Regions from separate parts of the Sus scrofa genome. Here regions 2 and 3 are each linked to region 1. Evidence: chromatin contacts called from public HiChIP or PLAC-seq data. All regions are on one chromosome and are shown on one strand. The core of a region is the stretch at or near the end of the contact, and the rest is flanking DNA. Distances in the headings are between cores, read along the strand shown. Region 1 has its middle 380 kb from the start of AKR1E2. Region 2 has its middle 210 kb from the start of KLF6. Region 3 has its middle 120 kb from the start of AKR1E2.

The links. HiChIP or PLAC-seq counts read pairs in DNA pulled down with a chosen protein or histone mark.
Region 2: an H3K27ac HiChIP or PLAC-seq map of skeletal muscle shows a contact between it and region 1, with 2.2 times the contacts expected there. The contact joins two enhancer-like sites. A contact is called at or near these places in 2 of 47 Hi-C or Micro-C datasets (liver and omental adipose tissue) and 2 of 2 datasets of contacts at active chromatin or transcription factors (alveolar macrophages and skeletal muscle).
Region 3: an H3K27ac HiChIP or PLAC-seq map of skeletal muscle shows a contact between it and region 1, with 2.6 times the contacts expected there. The contact joins two enhancer-like sites. A contact is called at or near these places in 10 of 47 Hi-C or Micro-C datasets (embryonic fibroblasts, heart right ventricle, mesenteric adipose tissue and 4 more) and 1 of 2 datasets of contacts at active chromatin or transcription factors (skeletal muscle).

Annotation. Positions count from the first base shown.
Region 1 is chr10:66,066,526-66,070,857 of Sscrofa11.1, forward strand. No RefSeq gene overlaps it. Among named protein-coding and RNA genes, the nearest start is that of AKR1E2, 380 kb to the left of the region's middle. Within about 2 kb of position 2,871, at least 26 of the 83 cell types and tissues checked have an H3K27ac peak or open chromatin away from gene starts, as enhancers often do. A contact at or near this core is called in liver, omental adipose tissue and skeletal muscle, where this site is marked.
Region 2 is chr10:66,273,735-66,277,786 of Sscrofa11.1, forward strand. No RefSeq gene overlaps it. Among named protein-coding and RNA genes, the nearest start is that of KLF6, 210 kb to the right of the region's middle. Within about 2 kb of position 1,732, at least 34 of the 83 cell types and tissues checked have an H3K27ac peak or open chromatin away from gene starts, as enhancers often do. A contact at or near this core is called in liver, omental adipose tissue and skeletal muscle, where this site is marked.
Region 3 is chr10:65,815,108-65,819,745 of Sscrofa11.1, forward strand. No RefSeq gene overlaps it. Among named protein-coding and RNA genes, the nearest start is that of AKR1E2, 120 kb to the left of the region's middle. Within about 2 kb of position 1,859, at least 29 of the 83 cell types and tissues checked have an H3K27ac peak or open chromatin away from gene starts, as enhancers often do. A contact at or near this core is called in omental adipose tissue and skeletal muscle, where this site is marked.

The sequences.
Region 1 (4,332 bases), core at 1,621-4,120:
AAATCTGGCTGAAGGATACATGATGTTCACTATAATTCTGTCAACTTCTTGGTGGATTGGGCATTTGTATACCAGTATGTTGAGGAGGGGTTTAGCTTAGTGTAATAATAATTAATGACTTAAGCCTGCGAGAATTGCCCAAGAATAAAGCGCATGTACTTTCATGAACAGGATGCAATCTAATCGCCTATATTGGTTCCCAAGGTCCCTTTTTGGCTAGCTTCCACGATTCTGTTCTCTCAACACGAAAATCGTCAAGTAAATGGCACAGAGTTAACTGGGTGTTACTGTATATCTTTAAAGGGCCTTTGAAAAAAGTACGATGCTTTTTTGTTGGCCTGCTTATTTTGCCGTGGCGTTTTGATTCCGTTGGGCTGCGTCAATAAAACACAAGCGATTTTTCCCCTAAAATACAAATCCAAGAGGAACTGACATTCTCGGTAGCACTGAGGGTGTGGTTGAGCCAGCCACAAGGCATTACTCTAAAAAGCAAAGGTAACCTGATTAATTTTTATAAACCTGGGAGAAATTTCAAAAATCAATGGGAGGCACCCAGGAGACACTTGGATTTCAAGTCCATGTCTCATGGCTGAACCACACTTTTAAAAAATGAGGGCACTGCGGCAATGACCGGGGTTTCAGGGGGTCCCGAAAAGCTGATGAAAGACATGCAGCAAGAGAGCAGGAGGAAGGAAAAAAGGGGTGGTAATAGTATTTTTCTCATTAAAGAATCATGTACGATTACCCCGTTTTCTGAAAGTGAAGGAAATAACCTCACTGAAATGAATATAAGTGATTCATAGAAAATCTGAGTCTTTAAACCGTATTTACAAAGTAACTACGCTGAAATAAGCAATGTAAGTCATTTGCTCTCTTACTTTGGGGCTCTGGAAACTTCCTGCTTGTGTCAGGAAGGAAAACAAAAAGAACCTCTACATCAGCACAAGTGGATTAAAAATTGGCCAGTGATGGGAAAGGCAAGCAGAGTTTGGCTTGGGCTCTAGGGAAGCCCACACCAGACAATGGCAGAATCCTGGCACATTAACTGCGTGAAAAAATGCTAAGAGAATCGTGGGCCCTTGGCTTCTTAACGTCACAGAATTCTGTGTAATCGACTGCTCTGCACAGCTGAGCCGACCGCGGCCACAGGGTGACGTGAGTGCGGAGTGTCCGACACGCCATCCAGGGAGGGCCTGGCTGGTGAGCAGGGGTCCAGGTCGCTGCAGACAGCAAATGCTGGGGGAGAGCAAGGACCCGAAGACGTTCTCGGCCGAGCCCCGCGCCCCCTGGTGATAGCGATGTGGGGGAAGCAGTGGCTGGCTTCCGTTCATTTTGGAGAAAGAAGCGAGAGCCTAGCTCCTTGAAACCCCAAAATAAGTCGCTGCAGAGCATGCCACTCTCTGCAGGGGACACAGCGTATTTCCCGCGTGGAGGCAGCAGCCTGTTGAAGCGTGATGGTGAGGGAGTTCCCGCTCTGGCGAGTAGGGTGTGCTGGCGTCTCTGGAGCACTGGGAGGCAGGTTCGCGCCCCAGCCCAGCACACTGGGTTAATCAGATCCCACACCTGCAGCTGGGATCTGATTCCTGAGCAGGGACTCCATCGGCCGCGGGGCCGAAGAACAAGGAGGAGCCAGTGGGCATGGGTGGGAGGCGGAGGGCAGGCGCAGGCCCTCTGCCTTGGGACCCCTCCTCCCGAGCCCAGCCCTGGCGTGGGGGACTGCTCGGACCCCGCGGGACTTTCACAGGCCCGAGAAGGCAGCCCCTCTCTGATTCTGGGGCCGCGGGTAACACGACCTGGCAAGTTTGGTGCTTTGGGGTCACTGCTCTGTGTGAGGAGGGGCGCAGCGATGAGGACGGCCAGGCGGTCTTCTGTATTTTTATGTGAAGATAATGATGAGAACAGTCCGTATTATTTACTGGTGCAGATGGCACAGCTGGTGAGAGCGTGGACAGGGCCTGGGTCAGGGCGGAGCTTGGCCCCTGGCGGTGACCTGACGAGGGCGGAGTTCATTCTGCACAGAGAAGGGGCGCGAATGATCCCCTTTGCCGCGCGGCAGGGTTGTTGCGGGGATTGGTGGAGCTAAATGCAGGAAGGCTGAGGCCACGGGAGGCTCACGGTGTCCAGACCATTCTCTGCCCACGGCATCTCTGCTCCGTGAAACCCAAGAGCAGATGTAGTATCCTCTGCGCCAGCGAGACGCCGCGGCCCAGAGACGCTGGTTTGCCCAAAGGCCTTTCGTGGAGTAAAAGGGGGACTGCATATCCGAACCTGTCCCTGGTGTCGGCAGAGAGCCAGGGGTTCCCCACACCCTTCAGTCCCAGGCAGGCGGGGACAGAGGGCTCCCTGCTTCTGGCTCCACGTTGTTTTGCTGACATCATCCTACCCCAGTCAGTCCAAGGCTCTCTCCACCGTATTTTTCCCTTCTCCATTTCTGTCTCGGCCCCCACACGCCAACCAGTGATAGAAAACTTACGAAACTGCTTCGGGCCGGATTCCTGTGACAGCAAATGTCATGGGCGTCTCGACTGACTGGAAGGGGCGCACTCGGCGCGGAAGGCGGCTGCGGCGGCATCATTCGGGGCTAAACACTCCTATTTTGTTTTGTTCAACATCGTTCGTTTTCATTTATGAGGCAGAGGGAAATGGACACTTGCTGCCGTACCCTTTTAGAGAGAAGAGGTGCTCAGGAGTGAAAACAGACATTTTTGAAAGGTGGCACCAGTAAGAACTGAGGTTAGGCCTGTGAGTCATCAGGAGGGGACACGAAGGTCACTGACACAACCTGTGACTATTTAAAGGCAGGACTGCCTGGTCCCCACCCTTGGGGCACAGGGAGCAGAAACAATGTGTTCATTTTGTCCTGAAGGTTCCATCATGAGTCAGCATGGACTCGTTCTAAATATTTGCTTTTGGGGCGGGCAGAATTACTCAGCGTAGAAATGTAGGCAGCTGGAAATTTCAGTGGCCTTAGTATTCCCCCTGATTCCTAGCTCCCGTCAGTAGACACGTAGAGCCACAAAGTACGATTTTGACAGCTCACGTCCAGGCCGAGGAGAGGCGCATCTGTGAGGACACACAAAAGCTCAGTGATACAGTGTCTTTATCCTACGGAAAAAAATGTGGCTTTGATTCATTCTCAAGCTGGAATGTACTTGTGCGTTCAAATAAAGTCTGCCATCAGTTTTAGAGGGAGTTTGTATTGTGAGAGAAGCACAGCCAAAAAGGAAAAAATAAATTTTTTTCACGAGGCATGTGAAAAGTCATCAAACCCACGTGAAAGATCGTGGGCAGAATGCCGCTGCCTCAGTGGAAAGGGCTGTCCCGGTAACCCAGCGTTCACTGGGCCCCGGAGCACGGAGGCCTCCCGACGACCTCTGTCCATCAGGGACTCAGTGTGCAAACAAACATAAACAGAATCGGCCAGCACTTGGAAGATGTAGTGTATTTCCTGTGCATTATTATGGGAAAAAATAAACACACGTGTGAGTAAACGCTCAAAGAGCAGAGCAGGAATTATGCTGTTTTTCTGGCCGTCCTCTCTGGATAGCAAAGCAGTTTGTTTTTTCAAAGCAATTTGAAAAATGGGAAGAATTTTAGTACCTATTAAGGACGTGCTGTGTTTCTGTTCTCTGTGATTCCGACGTCACGCCCTATCTCAGCTGAGTCTTGACGTCATGCCTGGGTGGTGAGTATGGCCACTCCTGCGTGCAAGTGAGGAATCAAGGCGGAGGGAGGTCCCAGGGCACCCACGGGGCCCCCAGGCCTTGAACTAGATGTCCTGACACATGGTATGGGGAGACGGCAGGGCTGTCTGCGATCTTTGGGCAGGCAGCCTTCACATCGCCTGGCACCTGTTAGCAACGCCCAGTAACAGGCCCCACTGACCTTCATCCAGAATCCGCACGTGGCTGCATCCGGTTGATATACCCACGTCCCTACGCTGGACGGCTGCAGTTGACCAGGATCTCGTGGGGCTTCCTCTCAAGTATCCATGACACCACGTGCCCAGTCTCCCACCAGGCACCTCAGGCCTGGGGACCAAGTCTGTATGTCCTGGAGCCCAGCCTTTTCAGTTCCAAGCGCTGCGCAAATCATGGGTCTGCTTTTATGTCTGAGCGCCGTAGGCACTCGGTCAGGCATAGGGATTCAGCCCCAACCGCAGCTGAGTTCTAACCTCCTCTGAAAGCTGTGAAAGTGCAACCCTACTTAGACATGGTTGTGATAGCGGGAGAGGCGCCCACATCCACGGTTACGGCTTCTCCTCAGCATCCGAGCGTTCAGCAGGTGGAGCCGTCATTACCTTTCAACTCACTGTGGTAGGAAGGAAAAATA
Region 2 (4,052 bases), core at 482-2,981, 210 kb after region 1:
GTTTTCCTGAACGGGGCCTCTGAAAGCTGTGAAAGGTCACGGGCCAGAACCGAGAGAGGCTGATGATAGGGGCCCTGGGCAGCCTGCCCGAGACATTGGCTCCTGAAAAGCCCAGGGGGTCCCTGCGGGACACTGCCTGGCAGGCTGTGTGACCCCTGGGTTTGTCCCCCGCTTAAACCAGGGCTACCCAAATTCATTTTGCATCAAGAGTGGATAGACTGAGAGAGGAAAATGGTTTTAATTCCTCGGAAATAACCAGAAAACAGAACGTGGTCTCCGAGGAGAATTTTCTTCCTGGGCAGGCTTTCCTATTCCAAACTGTCAGAGCACCTGCAGGGCACTTGAGAGTTCCCGCAGAGCAGCACGAGACCCGGACGTATTTATGCCTCTATTTCTTTCTAATTGTTACTGCAGCACAGCCGATTTACAGCATTGTGTTATTTGCAGGTGTACAGAAAAGTGATTCATTGATGCGTATCTATGTGCATATATATTATTTTCCAGATTCTCTTCCATGATAGGTTATTACAAGATATTGAATATGGCTTCCTGGGCTGTGCAGTAGGTCCTGGCTGGTTATCTATTTTATATATAGTAGTAGTTGTATTTTTTTTTTTGTCTTTTTTTGTTGTTGTTGTTGTTGTTGTTGCTATTTCTTGGGCCGCTCCCGCGGCATATGGAGGTTCCCAGGCTAGGGGTCCAATCGGAGCTGTAGCCACCGGCCTACGCCAGAGCCACAGCAACGTGGGATCCGAGCCGCGTCTGCAACCTACACCACAGCTCACGGCAACGCCGGATCGTTAACCCACTGAGCAAGGGCAGGGACCGAACCCGCAACCTCATGGTTCCTAGTCGGATTCGTTAACCACTGCGCCACGACGGGAACTCCATTAGTAGTTGTATATTTTAATCCCAAATTCCTAATGCTTCCCTTCCCCAGCCCCTTTCCCCTTGGTAATCATAAGTTTATTTTCTGCATCTGTGTTTCTGTTCTGTAAATAAGTTCATTTGTATCATTTTTAAGAGTCCACATATTAGTGATAACATATATTTATCTTTCTCTGACTTAACCTCACGTGGTTTGATTTTCAGTTGCTCTCGTCTTCAAATATGTTCTCTATCACAAGCTTTTATTCACAAATTCTTTGCTGTAATAAAAACATTAGGATGGGTCTCCATGGAATTAATGAGACATTTTTAGTCATTGGAGAGAAAAATTCAATGGATGTTTTCCCACGTTCACTACTCAGAACCTTGGGTGAGGTCCAGGGTTTGAAATCTGAAACTTGAAAGTTCAAATTCTTTGTGGAATTTTCCTCTTGAAAATGTGTGTTACCTCCCCAGTTTTGAATCCTGGCCCCACGCTTCCTTTGTCCCCTGATGGACACGGTTCAGAATCCTTTTCAAAGATGTGCATTTAGAACTGCTCCCCACACGGCTGAGAAACGAGTCGAGGCAGCTATCAGTGAGCGTTAAAGATTACGGAGGATTCGCATAAGAGCCAAGACCCCGAGGGATGAGTTCGTTGTTACACTGCACACAGTAGAAACAGTTGGAGTCAGGGACTGAGACTGGGGGGGGGGGTGATTAAGGAGAAACAGGACGCAAAGAAGCTCCTCTGGAAGAGGGGTGCTCTTGGCAGAGAGACTGCCTCCGGGGGCCAGGAGAGACAGGCCGCAATGAACTTGGGGTCTGCGCTGGACCCGGGGCATCCCTGAGTGGGTTGGGAGCTGGCTAGAGAGGCTTAAGCCTCGGGACGTGTCATCACTCTGTTTTCGTTTCGAAGGGCTGGCTGTGGGCTCCGTGCTGAGGACAAGCTGGTGGTGGAGCGTGTGGGGAGGGAGCAAAGCCAGAAGGACGGGAAGGGCCACGCAGCAATTCAGGGCCCCGTGAGGGCCTGTCCACCACCCAGCACCCAGCCAGGGATGCAGAGGGGCTGGGGTCCAGGGAGCCGCTGGGGAGAACAGAAGCTGGGGCGTGTGAGGAGAGGAAGTCACAGGGAACCCCAAGGAACGGGCGGGGGTGGGGGAGCTCTCATTTCCTGAGAAGTTTGGAAATTGGGGTGTTTTCCAAAATTGTGTGTTTGAGAGGCTAATCTGGTAACCCAGGGAACTGCAGAGCAGACAGTGAGTTCTGAGCCTCTGGGCTGTTTGTGTGGACTTGGAAGTCTGCAGGGCATTGGGTGTGTGTGTGTGTGTGTGTGTGTGCGTGTGCACGCGCAGCACTTAAAGCTACAGCGTCACCAAAGGAAAGCATCCCAGGACTGAGCCCAGGATGTTCCAGATGAAAAGGAGCAAGGGCTACAGGCAAGGGCCAGGGTACCCGGGGCCAGGAACGGACACATCCTCAGGAAGAAGACGTGCCCTCTGTGCCTGATACCAGTGACGGTCAGGGGAAGTGATGGATGGGGACACAGCGGGGACGGTGACCCCAGCGGGGCTGTTAGGAGAAGCCTGCTCTGGCGGCTCCTACAAGCATCCCCCAGGGAACCGTGAAGAACAAAAACAGACAATGGTCAGTGGAGGAAAATTAAGCAGCGTGACAAACTGAGAAAAGAAACGAAAGTGTCATAAAAAACGCGCGTGTGAAGGGACTTGGGCAGGAGGGCCCTGCAGGGTGGCCTCGGAGCTGTCCTTGGATTTGGCAGGTACAGCGCGATTTTATAGGGAGAGGGAGCCAAGCTGTGCTGGGATAAGGGGCAGCCAGCCTACCTCTAGACGTCTGGTACCTGAAGAAAGGAAGATTGGGAAGGGTCATGGCTCTGACCTCCAAATATCTCGGGTTGTATCTTACCCAGACACATGCCTTTTCATGTTTTAACAGCTCTGAAAACAGAAGGCATCTTGGCAATTGATGGCAGTTTTCAGTGTTTATTGGCAGCATTTTTTTCTTTCATTCTCTGTGGCTCATAATGTTACGGTACATTTTACGATCCATGTTGCTTAGATTTCATAAAACATGGGCACAGAATGAATGACTAAGCCAAGGAGAAAGAAGAGTGTAAATGGACATAAAGATGCAAGAGAAGGACGTGGGAAGAGATGGTTTGAGCAGCTTCGTCACCCAGGAAATGCCTGTCCAGGGAGTGAGGGAAGATCATTGATGGGCCAGAATGATTTTTTTTTTTTTTAATGGCCAAACCCACAGCATATAGAAGTTCCCAGGCCAGGGACTGAATCTGAGCCCCAGCTGCAACAATGCCGGATCCTTGACCCAGGGTGCAGGGTGCAGGGTGCAGGGTTGGGGATTGAACCCATGCCTCTGCAGTGATTAGATCCTTTTTATTCTCTTTTTTCCCCCATTTTTGGCCACCCCTCGGCATATCGAGTTCCCCAACCAGGACTCACATCTGAGCCACATCTGTGACCTAAGCCGCAGCTTCAGGATCAGGATCCTTAACCCACTGTGCAGGGCCGGGGATCGAACCTGGGTCTCAGCGCTCCTGAGATTCTGCGGTCTGGATTGTGCCACAGCGGGAGCTCCCAGAGCAGATTTTTAATTGGATTCCTGTGTTCCCGGCTAGGAGGACAGAGGTCAGGGTAGTGCGGGGCAGAGTCGGGGCCTGGCGGAAGGATGGAGCAGCCCGTGTGCTCAGTGCGGGGGAGGACAGTGAGGGGACACAGTGCCTTTTTGGGAAGGGGCATTTCTGAGGGAATCATCTCTCCGAGGCCCGGGCTTGTCACCTGAGTGTCTCCGAGGAGCGAGAGGAAGTGGATCTTTTGCTTAGTCCTTGTTTCAAGGGCCAGGAAAGAGAAGTGGTCAAATAAAGTTCATGCAGATGGTAAACGGCAGAATTTGAACTTGACCCTGGATCTCTCTCAATCCAAAGCTAGTGGCCTTTTGACCAGACAATATTGCCTCCCATGAATGAGGGTCCAGCATGGCCCAGCCCCACTCCCCCGCTTGTGTGAATACGGAGGCCGAAGCTACCAGGGGAACCAGGACGAAAACCGTGCTGGGTTCCTGCCAGCGGGATACCGGCATAATCGGAGCTTCCAAAGGGCGAGTTAGTGGGATGTTAAATATTAAAAGGACCATCCTGTGCTCTTTCA
Region 3 (4,638 bases), core at 609-3,108, 250 kb before region 1:
AAATTTATTCTTCCTGTTGACACAAGAGAAAAGTTGGCTGACTATGAGTTGATGCATAGAAGATGCGTTACATAAGGACATTATCCCTTTTTAATCAAAATTTTCAGTGAAGCCCACTGTATACGGGGATAGTCAAATGCAGAGAGGACACAGCGTTCCTAGCCCGTAGGCAGACAAGGTCCAAACTGCCGTCGGACAGCCGGGCCAAAGGCAATTGGCTCTGAGAGGAAAGGAGGCTGAAATCTACGTATATCTGTCTTCAGCTTATCGGCAGTAAGGAGTTAGTAGCCCAGACATGGGTGTTAGTCAGATCATAATCTTTCACATAATGTATCTCGTTTGATCCTGACAGTGTCCCCCAAATCCCGGCAAGTATACCTTTCTAGGTCCCTCCTTGGAGAGTCTTAAGGGGCTTCCCCCAGTAGCTCTACATGCACTAAGACGGAAGGACGGGTTAAAATCTAGGCAAGTAAGTCATGAGCAAGAAGAAATGCTTGTGTTTGAAAATGACAAGTTCTCATTTATGTGTCACCAACCCTAATCCAATATATTCCTGAATCGTATATTATTTATATGGACTTATTTTTAAAGCAATTGTCCCATGTTTTTAAAGCAGATTTAAGAATATGGTCTAAAAAAGCCTGGACCAAGTTTCAATATATAATGATGGAATCTCTTCAAATAACTCAACAGGCACTGAAGGATTCATGCTGACTGCGGTATGTCTCAGAGTCAGAATCTGCCATCAGGACATACGGTGTAGGTAGGTTTGCTTTCACATTGATTTTTCTTCTTGTTTCAGCCTGTGTGATTCCCTGACTACCACGGTTGAGGTGGCTGTTTTAATTTGGTTACGGCCAAGGCAAGGCTGTGTTTATCACCTTGCCCACATTTTTCCTTCAAACCAGCGCATGAAACTGAATTCAATGAGCACTGCTGAAAGCAGGTCTAAGAAAGGCATTTGGCTTCAAGGTCCTCTGCTGACCGTAATAAATTGCTCGTGAGACTGTAGATCTGAAGACTTTATTGTATCCAAACTGGCTCTGAGGAAATGCTGAATTTCATAAATAATAATAACAGCAATGACGATGAACTTGGATGTGTCAACTTTCCAAGCAAATTGGAGCTGCACGTAACTTCAAAAGGAAGAAATGCTTTTGCTAGCTGTGGACTTAGAAATGCAGATGTGTCATACTTTAGGCTCTTGATTAGAACAAAACCCTGACAAATGCAGAATCATTTGTAAAAATAGGCATGTGTGAATACTACACATATTCTACATATATACATCATATGCAGTATACACACACACAATACTATGTAAAACTACAGGTATAGAAATACGGACACAAACACAGGCATACATTTAAAAAGCACACTATAAAAATATATATGTTCAAAGATATAAAGTATGCTAAAGTACATAAATGCTATAAAAGTGTGCATGTAATATATGACTATTATTAGTACATGTATTACATACACATATGTAATATATTACACATTAATACCATTATTAATATTAGTAGTATATTCTAAGTATATAGACTAATATATTTTAAAATATATACTCTTTTAATACACACTATAGTATATACTGATGTATTTTTTAAAACTGAAAGAAACCTAGTTTCCTTTTTATTTGTGTTCCTACGGGTGGCAGCCGCTTTTTTCCGGGTCTCTCTCATTAGCCGTGATTAGGATATTCCCTAATTCTAAGTCCTCATTTCTCAGTGTAGACTGTGGGTCCCCAGCCTGGGAGGAGGGAGCGGGGTTTCCCGGTTTTATAAACACAAGTCTCCCTGGAGATTCCTACCAACAGAGGACGAGGCTCCCCGGACACTTACTGAGGGTGGCCACTAGGGGGCACAGGTGTCCACGTTTCTGCATTTGGGGCAGCTGTGCTTCCCTGGCGCTGGGAAACTCTGATTCAGATCATTGCTGCAATTAGAGTTTTCAGGTGAAGATTTCCCCGTCTTTTCAAGTCTTTTCAGCCTTGAAACAAATTACATTTTATCGTTGTAAAGGTTAATTCAAATTCAGTGAACAATTTGGAAAATACCTAAGGTAGGACCACAGAAACAAAACCAAGGATGACCACTAAAATTTCCATCATCAAGAAATAAATATTCTGACAATATTTTGGTTTTCTGCCTATATGTTTTTGTGTATTTGTGTGTGTGTGTATATATATATAATTATATTATGAAATGAATGTTACAAAATGAATATAAATGAAAATTATATTATGAAATACCCAAAATTATATAATTTAATATATAATGTATATTTATATCTTATATCATATTTGCATATACCATATCATTCATACATGTATAGTTTTCAAAAATGGAGATTGCTTTGAAATACTCAATTATATTCTGTTTCTCTTCTCATTTCATTTATACTTTTTCTCAGTTTGGGTGGTGAACACATACATTTCATGACAAAATATATGAGAATTGAGCACTCTGCAAAAGGGATTCAGCATTGTACTGACTGTGGGCTCCATGAAATAAAATGAGGGCAGGGGGTTCCCCTCACGGCTCAGTGGTTAACAAACCCGACTAGCATCCGTGAGGACGCGGGTTGGATTCCTGGCCTCACTCAGTGGGTTAAGGATCATGAGCTGTGGTGTAGGTCGCAGATGCGGCACAGATCCCGAGTTGCTGTGGCTGTGGCTGTGGCCAGCAGCTGTAGCTCCAATTCGACCCCTGGCCTGTGAACTTCCATATGCCACGGGTGTGGACCTAAAAAACAAAAACAAAAAAAAGAAAAGAAAAAAAAGAGGGCATATCTCCAATTTTCATCAGCACGTCTGGGTCACAGACTCAGGAGAGACTTCATTGCAAGCTCATATTCTACCCTACTTGCTGCAAAGAGCCTTAGCTAGTTTAAGGATGTCAAAATCTTAGCATATCCTATTGCTAAAAGCTCTGGTTTTACATGCGGTACCGTGGTACGACTTTTATGCCTTAGAACTTTCCATCTTGCCATCTTCCAGCCTTTGGAAGACATGTTTTCTGCAGTATTTACTTGGAATATTTTCCCATCATTTTTGTATTCTATTGGGTAACTTGGAAAGCTTGACTAATATAATCTTTCAGACTGCCAAGAACTAACAGGCAGAAATTAGATCAGCTAAGTTTACTCTTTCTCTTAATAAATATTTTGTGAGACTCTGCTGCAGTCTGATTCATGGACAAATGTTACACAAGGCAGACTTTGCCTACTTTCTAGCCTCTGCCTAAAATGCCACTCTCAGCAGCAAAGTGATGTGTTTCTCTGTCACCTCTAGGTACAGAAAGAAAAACTTTAGTTTGGACATTACTGAGTCAGGCACACAAACCTAGAGACCTCGCAGGTCTGTAGTGAGGCGAGGAATGCGGTAGGTCCCAGGGTTACGGCTCAAACCCCGTGTCTTGCACTCTTGGGGCTCATTAATGACTTCTAAGGCCTTCCTGTAACCACTGGGACAATTAATTTAATTAAAATCAACCTAATTCAGCCAACATCCGGTTCTGCTAGAGAATATATTAGATACTCTCATGCATTAAAAAAAAATTTGCTTCTAATTCAATAAATATTACTGGAAATCAGCTATCCACGTGGAAAAGGTAAATGACATTAAAAAGTAAATTTTACCTAAGGTGGAACTACGTGTAAAGAACAAAACTTTAAAATGTGGAGGAAAAACACAGAAGAGTCTCTTCATGTCCACAGGGAGGGAAAAATTAAGTCCGATCAGAAAGGAAAAACACAAATCATGAATGCAATCAGTTCATCAATCAATCAAATTTAATATATTTAAATTAAATTAAAACAATTTAAATAAATATTTAATTATATTAAATTTTTGATTAAAAATAACAAGCCACAGACGGGAGGAATAAAGAGACTGACAGTGCATACAATTAATACAAAACTATCAACCAAAGTAGAATTTTACAACATAACTCCAAGAAGAAGACCAAAAAAGGGGAAAAAAAGGGAAAGATAAGGAGAACAGAACACTTCACAGAAGGTGAATTTTTATAGGACAATAAAATGATGCAGACGTGTTAAAATAGTGGAAAAAAAGGGAAATAAACTGAATGTCCATTGGCAGCATTGGTGAGTATAGTTTTATATCGCTATAAACGAGAATTTATTATTCCCTGGATTTTTGTTTTCCTGAGGTTGTTCATTAAAATAATCTCGGTCTGTCTTTCCAACAATTTAAACAGAGCCACTAAAAGGATCTGGTGCTATTCATTTAAGTTAAGATGGATGTGACAGTTGAGAGAAGCGACGTTAGTATAATTTTGTTTACATTTTTCTCAGAGCAATGTGTTTTTTTAAGAACAAAAGAACGGGACTAAATCAACTCCATTCATGCAAAAGAAAATGGCTGCTTTTGCCAAAGATCCTGATGTGCCTGAAATCTTAGGTGTCTTCAGCCAAGGCAGGAAAAAGCTAAGTGGAAATACAGTTGTTTGTAATTGTAAATTTATGTGCGAGTGAAAGCTAATCTCAGGGAAGAGAGGAGAGTTCATGGAGCATAAGATCTGAAGAAAGATCACTCCCAGAACACAAATAGGAGCGGAATGAGGGGACCCGTGGATATCCATGTGCTGGCTTGGGAGATGAGCAAGACCG